Regions from separate parts of the Mus musculus genome. Here all the other regions are linked to region 1. Evidence: chromatin contacts called from public Micro-C and promoter capture Hi-C data. All regions are on one chromosome and are shown on one strand. Each heading gives the region's core, a stretch centred on a gene start, on an enhancer-like site or on the middle of the called end of the contact. The rest is flanking DNA. Distances are from core to core; before and after follow the strand shown.

What was found. Promoter capture Hi-C pulls out the DNA fragments that hold promoters and counts their contacts. Hi-C and Micro-C count contacts between places; a contact is called where the count stands out from the background.
Region 2: a promoter capture Hi-C map of liver shows a contact between it and region 1, with 2.4 times the contacts expected there. The contact joins the promoter of Ddb2 here to the promoter of Chrm4 in region 1. A contact is called at or near these places in 2 of 39 promoter capture datasets (both in liver), 2 of 484 Hi-C or Micro-C datasets (both in embryonic stem cells) and 1 of 115 datasets of contacts at active chromatin or transcription factors (pancreatic cancer cells).
Region 3: a contact with region 1 is called in a promoter capture Hi-C map of the HPC-7 cell line, with 2.3 times the contacts expected there. The contact joins the promoter of Pacsin3 here to the promoter of Chrm4 in region 1. A contact is called at or near these places in 7 of 39 promoter capture datasets (the HPC-7 cell line, cranial neural crest, embryonic stem cells and 3 more), 2 of 484 Hi-C or Micro-C datasets (both in embryonic stem cells) and 1 of 9 other capture datasets (pancreatic islet).
Region 4: a Micro-C map of embryonic stem cells shows a contact between it and region 1, with 2.4 times the contacts expected there. The contact joins the promoter of Madd here to the promoter of Chrm4 in region 1. A contact is called at or near these places in 1 of 39 promoter capture datasets (embryonic stem cells) and 1 of 484 Hi-C or Micro-C datasets (embryonic stem cells).

What each region holds. Positions count from the first base shown.
Region 1 is chr2:91,920,153-91,923,821 of GRCm38.p6, reverse strand. It overlaps Chrm4 (cholinergic receptor, muscarinic 4), which reads right to left and starts at 1,633. Exons shown (of 2, transcript NM_007699.2): 1 at 1,479-1,633.
Region 2 is chr2:91,234,891-91,238,722 of GRCm38.p6, reverse strand. Ddb2 (damage specific DNA binding protein 2) reads left to right here and starts at 1,657. Exons shown (of 10, transcript NM_028119.5): 1 at 1,657-2,033; 2 at 3,772-3,832. The coding sequence starts at 1,907. A330069E16Rik (RIKEN cDNA A330069E16 gene) reads right to left here and starts at 1,577. Exons shown (of 2, transcript NR_015464.1): 1 at 1,322-1,577; 2 at 366-1,001.
Region 3 is chr2:91,255,367-91,259,228 of GRCm38.p6, reverse strand. It overlaps Pacsin3 (protein kinase C and casein kinase substrate in neurons 3), which reads right to left and starts at 2,416. Exons shown (of 11, transcript NM_001289678.1): 1 at 2,303-2,416.
Region 4 is chr2:91,177,835-91,181,345 of GRCm38.p6, reverse strand. It overlaps Madd (MAP-kinase activating death domain), which reads left to right and starts at 2,025. Exons shown (of 35, transcript NM_001177720.1): 1 at 2,025-2,167; 2 at 2,850-3,446. The coding sequence starts at 2,109.

The DNA.
Region 1 (3,669 bases), core at 384-2,883:
CGTGTGCATGTGTGTGCGTGTCTGGCCATAGAGCTTGGGTGGCCGTAACCGCGAATTTGTGTGCGGGAGCAAATGCTGGACTATCAGCGAATGACCAGTTCCCATGGCGGGAACCACCGGCAAGCGCCCGGTCTGTGGGTGGGGAAAGGGTTGAGAAAGGAGCAAAATTTGGGCTGCGAAGAAACCCTGACTTTGGAACCATTATCTTAGTGGCCCCAGGCACCTGGTCCTAACTGCATCGTCAAGAATGGAGAGCGTGCAGTCCCAGCAGTGGGCTGACTTCTGTCGAGAAGCCTCTGCGATAGTCGTCGAGCCGTGAGGGTCACCGAGCTCAGTTTGATGTGCCCTACGCATTGAGGGCAGGGGTAGAGCCTCCAAACGGGGAGCCCAGTCGAGGCCTGGGTCAGGAGGGTAAAATTGTTCTTCACTCTTCAACCCGCAACCCCTGGAGAGGCCCTGTCTAGTCCTGTCAGTCAAAATAGGCACCGAGTTCCCAAGCTGTGGGCTCAGGTCTATCTCAAAGACAATCTCGGGGCTTACCCTTGGGCCCATCTCCCGGCTCCATCACGTCTGGGTCCTGGTCGAAAGGGCCAAGGTTCTCCGATGCCCCGCCCTCCCATCAACCCCCAGGCACGCAGTTCCTGTAGTCTCTGGGCGTGGGCAATGTGCTTCCGCGGGTTCTCGAGCCCCTACCCCTGCTGGGGACAAGTCGGGAAAGGGTGCTCTGGGCGCCCGTGGGGTAGATTTTCGATTATTAAGTGATCACTTCAGGAAAGCTATGGCCCCCAGGACTGTTCCTGAGGCGGAGAGAAGCCTCTGTACTTTAGGGGAAGAGAGAGGGGTGCTGGATATTGGGCCAAATCATTGTGCCTAACACTTCCTCTAAGAGCTGGGAGGGTGGAGGGCTGGGAGATGTATCTCCCCGGATGAGTAAAAGAGAGGGTACTCCTGGAGAGGGGGAAGGGAAACAGGAGAGAACAGGGGTGTTTTCCGTCGGGGCTCAAGGTCGCGGACAGAGGACTCCAACGGGCTAGAGCGTACTGGAGGCTCCCGGTGGGCCAAGGTGGGAACGGAGGGCAGGGAGACGGGCGGGAAACGGGCGCTTTGGGGCTTCATCTTCCGGCGCCTTGAAGAAGAGCCAACGGGAGGGAGTGAGGGAGTGTGGGTCCTGACCCGACGGCTGCTCTGCTTCGGGGTTGGGCTGTGGGCTGGGACTATTCCTCCCCTAGCCTTCTCAATGATCACCAATCCCTAGAGGTTCACCTAGAGAAACCTTTTAGAGACCTGGGGTCCTTCTTCCAGAGGGGTGCCCCATCTCTGAGCTCTCCGCCCCTTCCGCACCGCGCTTGCCTTTCAAAGGGGTCTGGGGCCCTGTTCCAGCCCGACCCACCTCTGGAGACCTTCAGGGGGTCCCAGAACCCTACATCCTCATCTTGCATAGAAGCCCCCCGCCCCCGCGATTCCGCGGAGTTACTCACCCGCTGCTTCTGTCTTGCTCCGCTGGCGCCGGACAGACGGCGGAACTAGCCAGAGGCCCTGCGAGTCGGTGGGGTGGGCGACTGGGCCGGGGGCCGGGGGCGGGGACAGGGTGCCAAGGGGCGGCCCCTGCTTCGCCTGCAGCTCCCGGCGCTGTGGCTCCGACTCGCGCTCACGCTCGCACTTTTCTCCGAGCCGCGTGATGTCACAGGGAAGCAGCCAATCGTGGTGGGGACGCACCGCCCGCCCGGGGCCGGTCACCCAGCGGCGACGCGCGGGGGTCACCACCTGGAGTGTCAGGCACCCTTGATGCTCACACCCTTCCCGGGAGATGGCCCGCAACTCCGGACTCCAGCACCGAGGGCACCGCCCACAGTCGCCAGGGAGGATTAGCCTCCGGCTCTGCCCTCCGGGGGGTGGGGTGGGGGCTGTCCGCGTTGTCATGGGGACTAGGCGCCCCCTCGCGGGCTGGGGAAGAACCAGGCGGCCAAGCTTGGCTATGAGCCCCGCCTCCGCCCTAACCACGCACTCTGGACACCGAAGTGTTTTCGAACCTCTCCACGGCTTGTAGCCCCTTCGTCGTTCCGCCTGAGGTTAAATCCTGGTCTTGAGGGTTTGGCCCCAACAGGCCCCTGGTGTGCGGCGGGGCAGATCTAGCAACGTGCTTCTGTCGGGACAGAGCGCTGCCTGATAGCCGCTGGACAGCCAAAAGACTGCAGCCGTCGGGGCCTGGGGAAGAGCAGGTGAGACTGGACAGGCGAGCATCTACCCTGGCTAAAGATCTTGTCACTCTCCACGCCCGGGAAGGGACGCGCATTAGCTGTGAGACTGAAGATGGCACGAGTCTCCTATCCAGCCGCGAATGAGTTCATCGCTGCCTATGTGGGGAAGCCAGGTGCCCAAGGTCACCTGGGACAGAACAGGCCATGAAGGAAAGTCCAGTCTCCTAGACCTCCCGCAACAGTACTAGGCTAAGGCCCAAAGTAGGCAGGTTCAGCACCTCGGACAGCCCCACACGTCCTTGGTGCGAAGGCCAGTTGCTCAGATCAAGCACCCGCCAGCCAGGGTTGAATGCACCCCTTCGCGCCCGGGGTCCTGAGTACCGGTCACCCACAAAGCTTCTTGAGTGTCAACAGCCAATTAACTTTAAGCCGGCTGACTTCTTGGAAAAACCACCTGAGTCTCAGCTCTCCTCTACTCTCCTGCAAGGGCTGGTAGGGGCTCCTGGGGACAGTGGTAGTGGTAGGGATAGCTTTGTAACGACAGAGGAGTTAGGAACAGAGAATGAATGAGTGGAGACTTGAGCTAGAGTCCGTGAGAGAAGGCTCCTGGTTCAGGTTTCTCCATGCTGAAGAGAGGGACGTCAACATTGGACAAAGTTGAGGGCAGGCTAGTGTGAGAAGCCATCTTCCCTCCCATGGGCGCTTTGGTCTTCCATGATCCTCTGAAGGAAAAAATGAAGGAAGTGCTATTGTTCTTGCCCCCACTTCACAGGAGAGGAGAGGCTCAGTTGTTACCGACATCTTCCACTTTACCATATCCCCCTCCCTGGGGGCCAGGAGCAGGGTGCTCTTGGGAGAGTGAAAGTGTTGTGTGTATGGGAGAGGGCAGAATGTTAAGCCGTCAAATGAGGAGACTTGTTAAGGACAGGAGGGTCCAGAAAACAAAAACGCCTCCAACCACGGGCAAAGCCAATGCAATCTGTGAAGCCTGGGCCTTTACCTCACCCACCTACATCTCAGAGCTCACGGGTGAACTCTGGAAAGCTGAGCTGGAACTAGGGGACCCAATTTAGTCTCTCTGCTTTCTTTGTTCTAACTGGGTCTTGGAACGCTTTCTTAAGGGACTACCAGTCTTTATCCTGCTGACACCATGTGGTTGTAATGTGTAAGGGGTCCTGCAAAGGCTTACCACTAAGGAGGCTCTCCCTGGATGTGGACTTCCTAAGGAACTGGTGTGGAGACAAGGTATGACTAACCAATCAGAACGGGTAGTTAAGGCATGCTCACTTTTAGACCACTATATCACAAACCCTCTTTATATCCTGTTTGCAATCAACTAGAGAGCATGTTCGGTTTCCCCTGTGCCTTGACTTCTGTGTTGATGACAGACCCAGCTGTGTGTACCTTGGCTGTTAGTCACGTGGTCCTGATAACTGAAGTCATTACTTGAGGGGTTTTGATGGGGGTAGAT
Region 2 (3,832 bases), core at 408-2,907, 690 kb after region 1:
TCTGTAGCCTTTGCTGTCCTGGAACTAGCGCTGCAGACTAGACCTACTTCTGCCTCCTAAGTGCTGGAATTAAAGGCATATTCCACCACTGACCAGCTTGTAATTTTTTTTTTTTTACTTATGTGTATACATGTTTCTTTATGTGCTTATGTGTATATATGGCTGCATCTGCCTGCAGAGTCCAGAAAAGGGTGTCTGGTCTTCTGGAGCTGGAGTTACATATAGGTATTTGTGAGCCACCTGCCTGGGTACTGGGAACAGAATTCAGGTCCTCTGAAAAAGCAGCAAGCTCTCTTAGCCATTAAACCATCTCTCCAGCCACTAAGCTACAATTCTTAATTTAAGCACATCTTAGGACATCCCCATTATTGGTGCTGGGTTCAGCTTTTTATTTTCTTCTAGAGCATCATTTTAATTTAAAATAAAATTAAACTACATTAAAACATATAAATTTTACATATGTTTATGTAAGTATCATCTTCATAAGGAATACATTACTTTTGACACACACATATTGTATTCTTTAAATTGGGTTAGGCACATCTTCTCAGATATCGTTTGTGGTGAAAACATTCAAAACCTTTCTACCTTTAGAAAATATACAGCAAACCCATTGTCTGCTGTCACCTTGCTGTGCAATAGCATGCCAGATTTTCTCACTCTTTTTCTTTTTTAAAGATTTATTTATTATTATAAATAATTACACTGTAGCTGTCTTCAGACACTCCAGAAGAGGGAGTCAGATCTCATTACAGATGGTTGTGAGCCACCATGTCGTTGCTGAGATGTGAACTCAGGACCTTTGGAAAAGCAGTCAGTGCTCTTAACCGCTGAGCCATCGCTCCAGCCCCAGATTTTCTCACTCTTATCTGATCCTTACAAGATATCAGTGTAGTCCAGGCAAACTCTTCATGCCTCAGCCTCCTCAGTGTTGGGAATTACACAGAGCCTGCCACCATAGATACAGCTCTTTTCTATAGTATGAGGTAAAATACATTCATCTGTAAAGCGAGAGGAAAGAATCAAATGCTAAGGCTGTGATTGGGTAATCAGAGGCACTTTTTTTTTTTTTTTAAGATTTATTTATTTAATACACTGTCATTTCAGAAACACCAGAAGAGGGCATCAGATCCCAATACAGATGGTTGTGAGCCACCTTGTGGTTGCTGGGAATTGAACTCAGGACCTCTGGAAGAGCAGTCAGTGCTCTTAACCACTGAGCCATCTCTCCAGCCCTAGAGACACCTATTATTAATGGGGGAAATGAGAAATATTTAGCCACACTTGAATCTTTGCTCTTTTTAAGACATAAACTACCTACTTTTATCTGTCTCTGTCTCTCTCTCTCTCTCTTTGTTGTTCTTCGAGACAGGGTTTCTCTGCGTAGGTCACCGGATTGCTGGAACGTGTACACCAGGCTGGCCTGAAACGCCGCCTGGCTCCGCCTCCAGCATGCAGGGTTTACGGCCAGCGCTCCCTCCTCAGGTTCAAATAATCGGCTTTCTTCAGATCCAGCACAAGCCAAGGCCCAGCTCCTAGGGAGTTAAAATAAAAAACCCTCCCTGTGAGCTGCACACGTTACTCCGGAAGAGGAGGAGCGGCCGGGGGCGGGCCGTGCCCGAGGGGTTGGGGCAGTCCGGGGCAGTTCCGGGGGCAAGACAGCCCCCTACTGTGGCAATCCCGAGGGGGCGGGGCAGTTCCAAGGGGCGGGACAGCCCTGAGGGGACGGGGCGGGGCTAAAAGTAAAGCAGCCCGGAGGAGCGTTTGGCGCGAAGGTGTCTTAGCTGCGCTACCTGCGACGGCGCTGCCTCATACGTAGTCCCTTCCTGTTTTCTCCACGGAGGCTTTTCCACTCCTTGCTTCGTTATTTTGCCACAGAGCTTGATATCTCTTCACCGAGTACGTCATGGCTCCCAAGAAATGCCCAGAAACCCAGAAGTCCCCCGACGTTGCGGTGCTCCTCAGGAGCAAAAGTCGCAGAGGTCCTCAGGAGCTGGAGCCCGAAGCCAAGAAGCTGCGTGTGCAGGGTCCCGGTACGGCCTGTGCTGCTGCCTTAGCTTTCCGGGGGTTCAGGGTGCTCGCGCCAGAGGCTGAAGCTGGGGTGGTGGGTGCTTGTGCCTGGGCTTCTGAAGCAGTTCTTGGCTTCTGTCGCCTCAGGCTGTGATTTTATTTGGGAGATCGAGGGTTCGAACCCAGGCCTCCAGTTCTCTCAGCAAGTGGGCTGCCACTGAGCCACACGCTGCCGACTGGTTTTATTGGCCAGTTCATTGACAGCAGAGAGTTTTAAGTTGAACAGCCCCCCCACCTCTACCCCAGGTGACAGAAAGAGTCAGATGAGTGCCATCACCGTAAAAGCCACAGTCCCCACTTTCCTTGTTCCAGAAGTTTTACACATCTACTGTTTCAAAGTAATCCTCCCTTTCATAGCCTCTCGGTTATGTTAGCTCTGAGAGTCTGAAATTCCCTCCCTCCTTTCTTCAGAAAGCGCATTCTCAGAGGTTTACCAGGACTTGAACCTGGGGCTATAAGGAATGTGATAAATTGATAAGAGTGGTTTTAGCCATGAAAAGAAAGGAAAGTTGTCAAGAGAAAAAAAGGACTTATAGATTGGGTCCACCAGAAGGGCTTGGTAATTCAGAGTTGTTTTATTTATTTGTTTGTTTGTTTATTTATTTATTTATTTATTTAGTTTTTCGAGACAGGGTTTTTCTGTGTAGCCCTGGCTGTCCTCAGAACTCAGAAATCCGCCTGCCTCTGTCTCCCAAGTGCTGGGAATAAAGGCGTGTGCCACCATTCCCGGCTTATTTTTATTATACTCTGATTTACCTCTCTTCCTTGAAGCCACCTAATCAATTTGGAACTTTTCTAAACCTTACTGCATTCTTCTGGTTTCCACTCAAGTAATGGTTGCTCATGACATTATTTAGTATTTCTTTAAATACAGAGTCTTGCTCTATAGCCCAGGCTGGCCTCCAATCCAAGTATGCTGCAGCTTCTGAGTGCTAGGATTACAGTTATACACCACTGTATTTGGATAGCTCTTATTTTATTTTTTTAAGATTTATTTTATTTAATGTATGAGTCCACTGTAGCTGTCTTCAGATACACCAGAAGAGGGCATCGGATCCCATTTCCGATGGTTGTGAGCCACCATGTAGTTGCTGGAAATTGAACTCAGGACCTCTGGAAGAGCAGTTAGTGCTCTTAACCACAGCTGAGCCATCTCACCAGCCCTGATGTTATTTTGTGATCTTTAAGATTGTCCCTCAAAAAAAAAAAAAAAAAAAAAAAACAAACGGGCGTGGTGGCACACGCCTTTAATCCCAGCACTCGGGAGGCAGAGGCAGGCGAATTTCTGAGTTCGAGGCCAGCCTGGTCTACAAAGTGAGTTCCAGGACAGCCAGGGCTACACAGAGAAACCCTATCTTGAAAAATAAAAACAAACAAACAACCAAAAACAACAACAACAACAAAAAAGATTGTCCCTCAACTCCTACTTATTTGTGATCCCACACAAGAAAAGTCTTCAGTGTCCACAATTGTGTATCTCTCTGGCAAAGCTCTAAGGAACCCTGTGAGGTTATATTTAGTTTCACTTCAGAATTTCTGTTTGGAGGAGTGTTTTGGAAAAGGGTTTTTTATTTCTCTCTTGGGTTGAGTGAGACTCAACTGCAGAGAAAGGCTTTTAAGGAGATGATGAGACAAAGGGTTTTCAGGGGGAACCTTTCCTGAGATTTGGGAGAGGAAAATGTTTGTATTCTTCTTTGGTAGTTTCTAGCAGGACATGTGAGTCGTGCTGCCTTCTGGCAGAGTTGTCCAGCCTGCAGATCCC
Region 3 (3,862 bases), core at 1,167-3,666, 670 kb after region 1:
CAGTCTCTCTCTCTCTCTCTCTCTCTCTCTCTCTCTCTCTCTCTCTCTCTCTCTCTCTCCACCCCACCCCCACTAGAGGACACAGTGACATGCAGCCTCCTGCCTCCAGGCAAGGTCTTAGCTCTCCCCAGTACCAATTGACTCTTAGTCCATAGAAGGAAATTACTTTCTTCCCTGAGATAGCCCAAGGCCGTTGGGACAGTTAGGTCAAGGGGACAAGAGTATGAGATTGCAGCAACCAAAGCAGGACTCTGACACAGTGCTCTCTAAACTGGGAAACCTCTACTCACTCTCAAAACTCCAAATTTGACTCTGTTTTCCTCAGGGCTCCCTATAGCCCCTGTGCTCTCAGTCCCACTATATATTCCATAGGTTTAGACTGGATCTGTCCAAAGTCACTGACAGACTTCTGCAGTTTTGGTTCACGTTACCCCCGGGCACTAGAATCAGTAACAACTAAATCAGAAAACAAAGGACTGGAGGCTTAGCTCAGAGATAGGACACACTTGAGCCCAGAGGTTAGGTCCATCATCAGCACCAAAAAGGAAAGAAGAATGGCCCATCTGAAGATCAGAAAAGATGCTGGCTACAGCAGCCCTGAGAAAAGCCCGGTCTAAGCTGACTTCCTACATCTGCTGGCAGGAGGGAGACTGGCCTCTCCCTGGGACCTCATTAGCCTATAGTCAACGAAGATCCCTAGACACAGAACAAACTGCCCCCCAAGTTCCACTAGCTCTCCACCTTGTTTCCTCTTGAGTCAGCCCCACTTATCCAGAATGGCTTGCCAGCCAGATAGGGTGGTGGGGAGCAGTAATTATAAATCATTGAGCCATCCAGGACCTGGGGGGCCCTGCCTACTCCAGTCTCCTGCTCCCGGCTCCCAGGAGAGCTGCCCCCAACCCGTTCCTTCTCCCTGGCCCCAGAACAGAGCAGGCTGTGTGTGCAGTGCTGGCACAGCTCCCTCAGGCCTCACAGAGCAAACACTAGCTGGAGCCCCAGGCACAGGCAGGCCCGGCACCCCGGCTTCATCGAGCTCTTGGGGTGGACCTGGCACCTTGGGCCCTGTTGAGGAGGATTGGCATCTTGTGCCTCCTGACATTAGCAGAGACCCACATCTGAGTGAACACATCCTACCACAGCAAGAGGTCAGAGAGCAAGAACAGGTAGTTAAAATCTTTCCAGCCCAGGCTCTCCACTTAGCCTGTCAGAAGGCTTCTGGGACACTGGCAGGGTCTCTTCCCAGCCGCTAGTGCTGAACTGGGAGTTCTGGGCTTCAGGACAGAGCCCACTCTCCCCACCTGAGCTCCAAAGGTTTCTGCCTTGTTCCTTTCTTACACATAAGCCAGCCCCCACCCTTTTCCAGTAGCTGGGGACACAGGCCTGGAAGAGAGCAAAGCTATCCTGCCCAGCCCAGTCCTGTGTCCTGAGTCACAGGCTGCGCCCAAGGGCTTCCCCAGCAGCCTCTCCCAGTCAGCCTGTAGACTTGGATTTAGAGGTGCAGGAGGGTCTGGCTGCTGAACCAGAGAGGGGCGCTTAAAATCAAGAGACTGGCACAGTCTTTTGGAAGGATGGGGGAGGGGGTGGCTCAAAGAAAGGGGGAGGAGGCAGAGCCAGGGAGGGGCATAACAAAGGGGCACTTTTGGAAACCCGACCTGCCGGCTGAGGTGCCTGCTCGCTGATGACGCACTCCTAACCTCCACACCAAATCACAGAACTCAGGGGCTGCCGGTCTTTGGCCTCCACCCTTATAGACAGCGCCACCCGACAAACCACCTCCGGATCCCAGAAGGCTCGGTGTTGAACAACTCCAAGCCGGTGGAGCCAGCCACAGGATAGGCATAGCCAGGCCTAGACATGGAGGCTCTAGGACTTCTTGGACAAACTTGTTGAACTTGGTCTCGGTGGGGAGGTGGGGCCAGCTGGTTACTGCAGCGGGGAAGGGGCGCTGCCTACTAGGGTTAGCCATACAGATAGTGGCGCGAAGGGGCGGGGGGCGGGCTTTTTACAGAGGCCCCTTCTAGGACTTCAGAACGGGCGCAAGGAGAGCAGTTGGGGACCCTCTAGGCACCCTGAGAGATGATTTGCTCCTCCAGCTGGACGCCCCATTTCCCCTGGCTGGCCTGAAGAAACGCCTAATTAGCGTAGGAGATGAGATGGCCTTGCGCTCAGTGGCAGCCAATGGCCGGGGTCTCCGGCGCGGGAGTCCGTCCCATTGCCAACTTCAGGAGTCGAAGGACCAAAGAGCAAGCTAGAGCCACCATGCCGCCGCCGTGCCCCCCAGCTCCCCCTCCAAAGCACTCACCGTGTCCTCTCAGGGGCCCTCGGTGGGTTAGGGGGATCTGGCCACGCTCAGTTCGGAGTCCTACCACTCCCGGGTCCGGGCCACCGCCTCCTGGAGCGCTTCGGGCCCTCCCCCGGGAAGCCCGGCCCCCCGGGCCCGCCCTCTCCGCGGAGCCGCCGCCCCAACCCCACCGACAGCATCCCCGCAGCGGGGACTGCAGGCATCCCTGCGCCAGGTGGCTCGGGATGCGAGCCATAGGATCTGCTCCCCGGGTGCAGAGAAAGCTGGAGCCAATAGTCTAAGGAGGTGCAGCGAGGCTACCAGAGAGCTGTGAGCTTTGTCGCTCTCCGACCTTTCCAGAGACTAGGAGGCCGGTGGGAATGAGCGGGAACTTGCACACTAATCATTAGGGTGGAATTCGGGGACAAAACTGAGGGGGCATTCTTTGCTGAGAGCACCTAGAAAGTTAGAGGTTAGCTACAGGGAGACAGATTCATAACCACCCACTCCTTGTAACCTTGAATGAGGGTTAGAGATACCTTCAGCGGTTATCTGCCCAAGATCTCTAGTCCGGCCGAAGCGAGACTAGAAAAGCCATGCCTACCTAGAGCAGCTCTGCTTGCAGCTTTAGCGCGCATTCCGAGACCTGAGACAAACACGCGGTGGGAGTGGGACAAAAAAACACGAACTCCTCCCCCTCCGTGTTCACGGTTTCAGATTTTCTATCTCAACATATCTTTAAATCCCTTGGTCTCACCTCCTAGTTCAATGTAGACTTTTTCCGAATCGTCTCGATGCCACCCCACCCTAAATAGATCCCTTCTTCACTGCTCCACCCCCAGCCTCTCGGGATTTCAGAGCTTGTGGGTCTGTTATTTATATTCACTGGAGCGGTCCAAGAATGTTCTGAGGCTGACCTAATCTCCACCTGCTCGGCTTCTCCGCCCCTCCTGCTCTCTCCTGAGCCGGGTGACCCCGCAGCGGTGCCCCTGACCCGAGAGACAGGAGGGAACGCGGGCCAGCGGGGTCCCAGGCCTCTGGTGCTCAGGGGTCCTGGAGTCACAGTTCGCTCCGGGTTGGAGAGCCCAAGGGACCGCCCCTTAGGGGACCGTGCGCGCTCTGGGAAGCAACCGGCCTAGCTGCTCTCTATCCAGCACGCACATTTCCAACCCAGCCCCCTCCACGCCCTTAGAAGTGTGAGTACGTGCGCGCGCGGATTTTTTAAAAGACAACTTTAAAAATAACAAAATCGTGTTGTTTCTAAATCTGGAAGGAATCACTGACGTGTGTTCTTTGCTCAGTAGAGTCCACTCACAAAATGGGAAGAGGGGCGGCTGAGGATAACAACGGTAACTTAGGAGTGACACCAGCTGCTGGGGGCTGACTTAGGAGCGTGAAATGGTCTCCTTTAGTTGCCTGTGTTGTCTCAAAGACGAGCATCACCCGTGGCCTGAGGACTCTGGCCGCGCGCGTTGTAGCAAATCTCAAATAGGAGATTTGAAACCTGAGGATGTGGTTTCTGAAACCAATTTCAACTCCCACTCTCTTAAGGCTTGGGCAAATCTTTTCTCTTTATCTTTT
Region 4 (3,511 bases), core at 776-3,275, 740 kb after region 1:
CTTGCTTATAGGTAGATATGTCCGTATAGAACCCAGTATGGCTTTTGCCTGTGTCCTATTTCATAGCTTCATTTCTCTTAGGAGGAAGGGAGCCCAGCTCTATAAGGGAGCTCCACTTTTGCAATATGTTCATGCAATATGTTCATGTAGTTGGGAGAACAAGAGGATTGTTTAGGATTATTAAGAGTGATGAACCCCAGAAATGACTGAATGTGTGGCATGCTCAGGAACTTGATGGTGAAGAACTATTTCTATTAAAAGCTGAACGTGGGATTAAAAAAAAAAAAAAAAACACGGACAGAAGCGGAGATAACCTGATTCTTAGTAGGTGCTGTCTTTGGAATCAGCATCTCCAGGGCTAGGGGGAATGAGATGCTATAGGCCATGGCTGGGTTTGGAGTAGCAGCTGCTAGCATGGTTTGGTCACCAAGCAGGGGAGGGGCTATGACTCTGCTATAAATAGTTCTGGGAGCCAGAGTCGCTATGGAGACAAAACTGAATCCTATTACCTATGGGTCCTCTATTGGGAGCAAGGGGGAAAGAGGGAACTGTGTTTTAAGGACACCAGAGGTACTGTAACTAGGTCTTGTTTGTGGGTCGAGGAGGAAACAAAATAAAAGAACTAATTATCTAAAGCAAGTAGTACCCACAACACAGGCACTATCTATGTCTGTAGTATGGGAGTCAAATGAAGTGCATGTTTACGTGTGTGGTGTGTGTGTGTGTGTGTGTGTGTGCATGTGTGTGTACAGTGAACAAAGTCTCAGGCCATAGAAGCAAAATCTTGGAGCCCTGGAAATGCCCTATACAGGAGTGAAACATTTTATTTAGAAGTCTATGAAAATCTAATAAAAATATAGATTCTTTGGAAAGTATAATTGTTATCGCCTCGCAGCCTTTTGGCTAAGATCAAGTGTGAAAGATATAATTGTTTCTTTTATGCACGCGTGTGCCTGAGCATGCATGTGTGCACTCTGTCAGTGTAGCACTGAGAAGAGCCACAGTTTACCGGGAACTAGCATCACAGGCCGTGATGAGCCACCCAGTGCCAGTATTCAGAGCTGAACCTAGGCTTTCTGGAAGAGTCATGAGTGCTTGTAACTGCTGGGCCATTTCTCTGGCCCCCAGGAAATAATTGATTTCGAATACATTTAGAAATTCCTTTAGACACTTCCCCTAAATTTGTAGAAACCCTGGTATTTTCCGTCCCTAATTCACAATCCCTACAAGATAGAGAAAGACCAGGCCTCCTGGGAATGCATTGTATTACTGACTCTGATCCAGAGACCCGAATAGTCGAGAGCTGTGGTTCAGCACCAAGGGCAGAGGAGGCAGCAGTAGCTGCTTGGCCCCCTTTCTATCTTGAAGTGGGAAAACTGGTTAGAGATGAGACAGTTGGGACATGGACTTTTCCATGTGAGATCACATGAACAGTATGCAGCTGTTGTTACTGTCTGAGTGCAATTAACTGGAAAGTCTGTGTGATAGTTACCCATCAGGCTGAATGCTACTCAATGAGACAGAATAATCAAGTTTCCATGTAGACGTAAAAGCCCAGGTTAGTGCTGTATAAAGAATCTGCTTTTATCTTGATTCCCCCCCCCCCCGCCCCGGAGTAGCCCTGAAAGTAATTTTTTGTTGTTGTTATAATTCTTCACTCTAGATTAGACTGAAACAGAGTCTCAGAAACTCGGCTGGAGATGAGCTAGCTATAGTCTGAGCTGTTATTTTTTCAGCTCCTCGTCTCCTTTTTGGGTGCTGAGGATTGGAACTAGGGCCCCATCCATTCTAGATAAGTCCTTGATCACTAAGCGATAGCCTCAACCCTATTCCGTTTGAAATTTGACTCTGGAAGCTCATAAACGTGGACAGCCAGCAGGGAAAGCAAGCGTCAGATTCTATCGTGAGTTCAGAAGTGGAAGCCTCTGACCTCCGCCCCTTGCTGAGATGAACCTGAGAAGGGTGAGTCCCTTAGGCGTAGCACTGGGTATTTATCAGTACTTTTCCCCCTATTGGATTTTCAGATTATATCAGAATTCCTCCTGGGAATGCTGGCTTCTTGCTCAGTGCCCTGAAGTTTCTCTGCAATGAACTGACAAATCGGAACCATGGTGCAAAAGAAGTTCTGCCCTCGGTTACTTGACTATCTCGTGATCGTAGGGGCGAGGTAACCAAGAAGACCAATAACTGTCTTGTTCTCTGTGGCAGCCACAATGTCTTGTTACTCCCAGACCTTATTTCCATGTTGCTTTGAATATCTTATTCTGTCCTATTGCTTTATGTTCTTGTTACATGTTTTGTGTTCCACTTTATGTATGCTATCTCTCATAAATAAATACATGCTGCCGGGCGTGGTGGCTCACGCCTTTAATCCCAGCACTCAGGAGGCAGAGGCAGGCAGATTTCTGAGTTTGAGGCCAGCCTGGTCTAAAGAGTGAGTTCCAGGACAGCCAGGGCTACACAGAGAAACCCTGTCTTGAAAAACCAAAATAAATAAATAAATAAACAAACAAATGCTGTTATTTTAACTCATACTTTATGGGTTTCGAGCAAATATATTCTTTATAGCCCGTTTTCATAGTCTGTCAAAAGGGGAAAGCACTCTGTACTTCTCTGTCTACCTAGATTCCTAAGGTAATCTTTTAGCTAAGGTGCTGATCATCTTGAGGTGCTAGTGATGATTTTCTTGTTGAAACTTTCAGGATAGTGTCTTCATGACAGTGTGGACTTCAGTCTGTCAGTTAAACTCTTTCCTAAAGTGCCTTTGAGCTTCATCTGTTGATTGTGGTTCAAGTGTGATAGCATGTTCCATGCTGTTGGGTTGCTGAGTGTGCCTTTATGTCCTTCAGGCACCCAAGCAGTGACAGTGTGGCTCAGACTCCTGAGCTGCTGCGGAGGTACCCACTAGAGGATCACCCAGAGTTCCCCCTGCCCCCAGATGTGGTGTTCTTCTGCCAGCCAGAAGGATGTCTGAGTGTGCGGCAGCGGCGGATGAGCCTTCGGGACGATACCTCTTTTGTCTTCACCCTAACCGATAAGGACACCGGAGTCACCCGCTATGGCATCTGTGTCAACTTCTACCGTTCCTTCCAAAAGCGAATGCCAAAGGAAAAGGTGGAAGGCGGAGCAGGACCCCGTGGGAAGGAAGGCGCTCACACCTCTGGTGCCTCAGAAGAGGCTGCCGCTGGGAGCTCAGAGAGTGGCTCAACCTTGCAGCCGCCTAGTGCTGACTCCACTCCTGACGTAAACCAGTCTCCTCGGGGCAAACGTAGGGCAAAAGCGGGCAGCCGCTCCCGCAACAGTACCCTGACATCCCTGTGTGTGCTTAGCCACTACCCTTTCTTCTCTACCTTCAGAGAGTGTCTGTATACTCTCAAACGTTTGGTAGACTGCTGTAGTGAACGGCTGCTAGGCAAGAAACTGGGCATCCCTCGAGGTGTACAAAGGTACGGTTTGCTGCTTGTGCTTGGGAGAACATTAAGAGATTGATATTACTTCGTGAGAGGAAAAG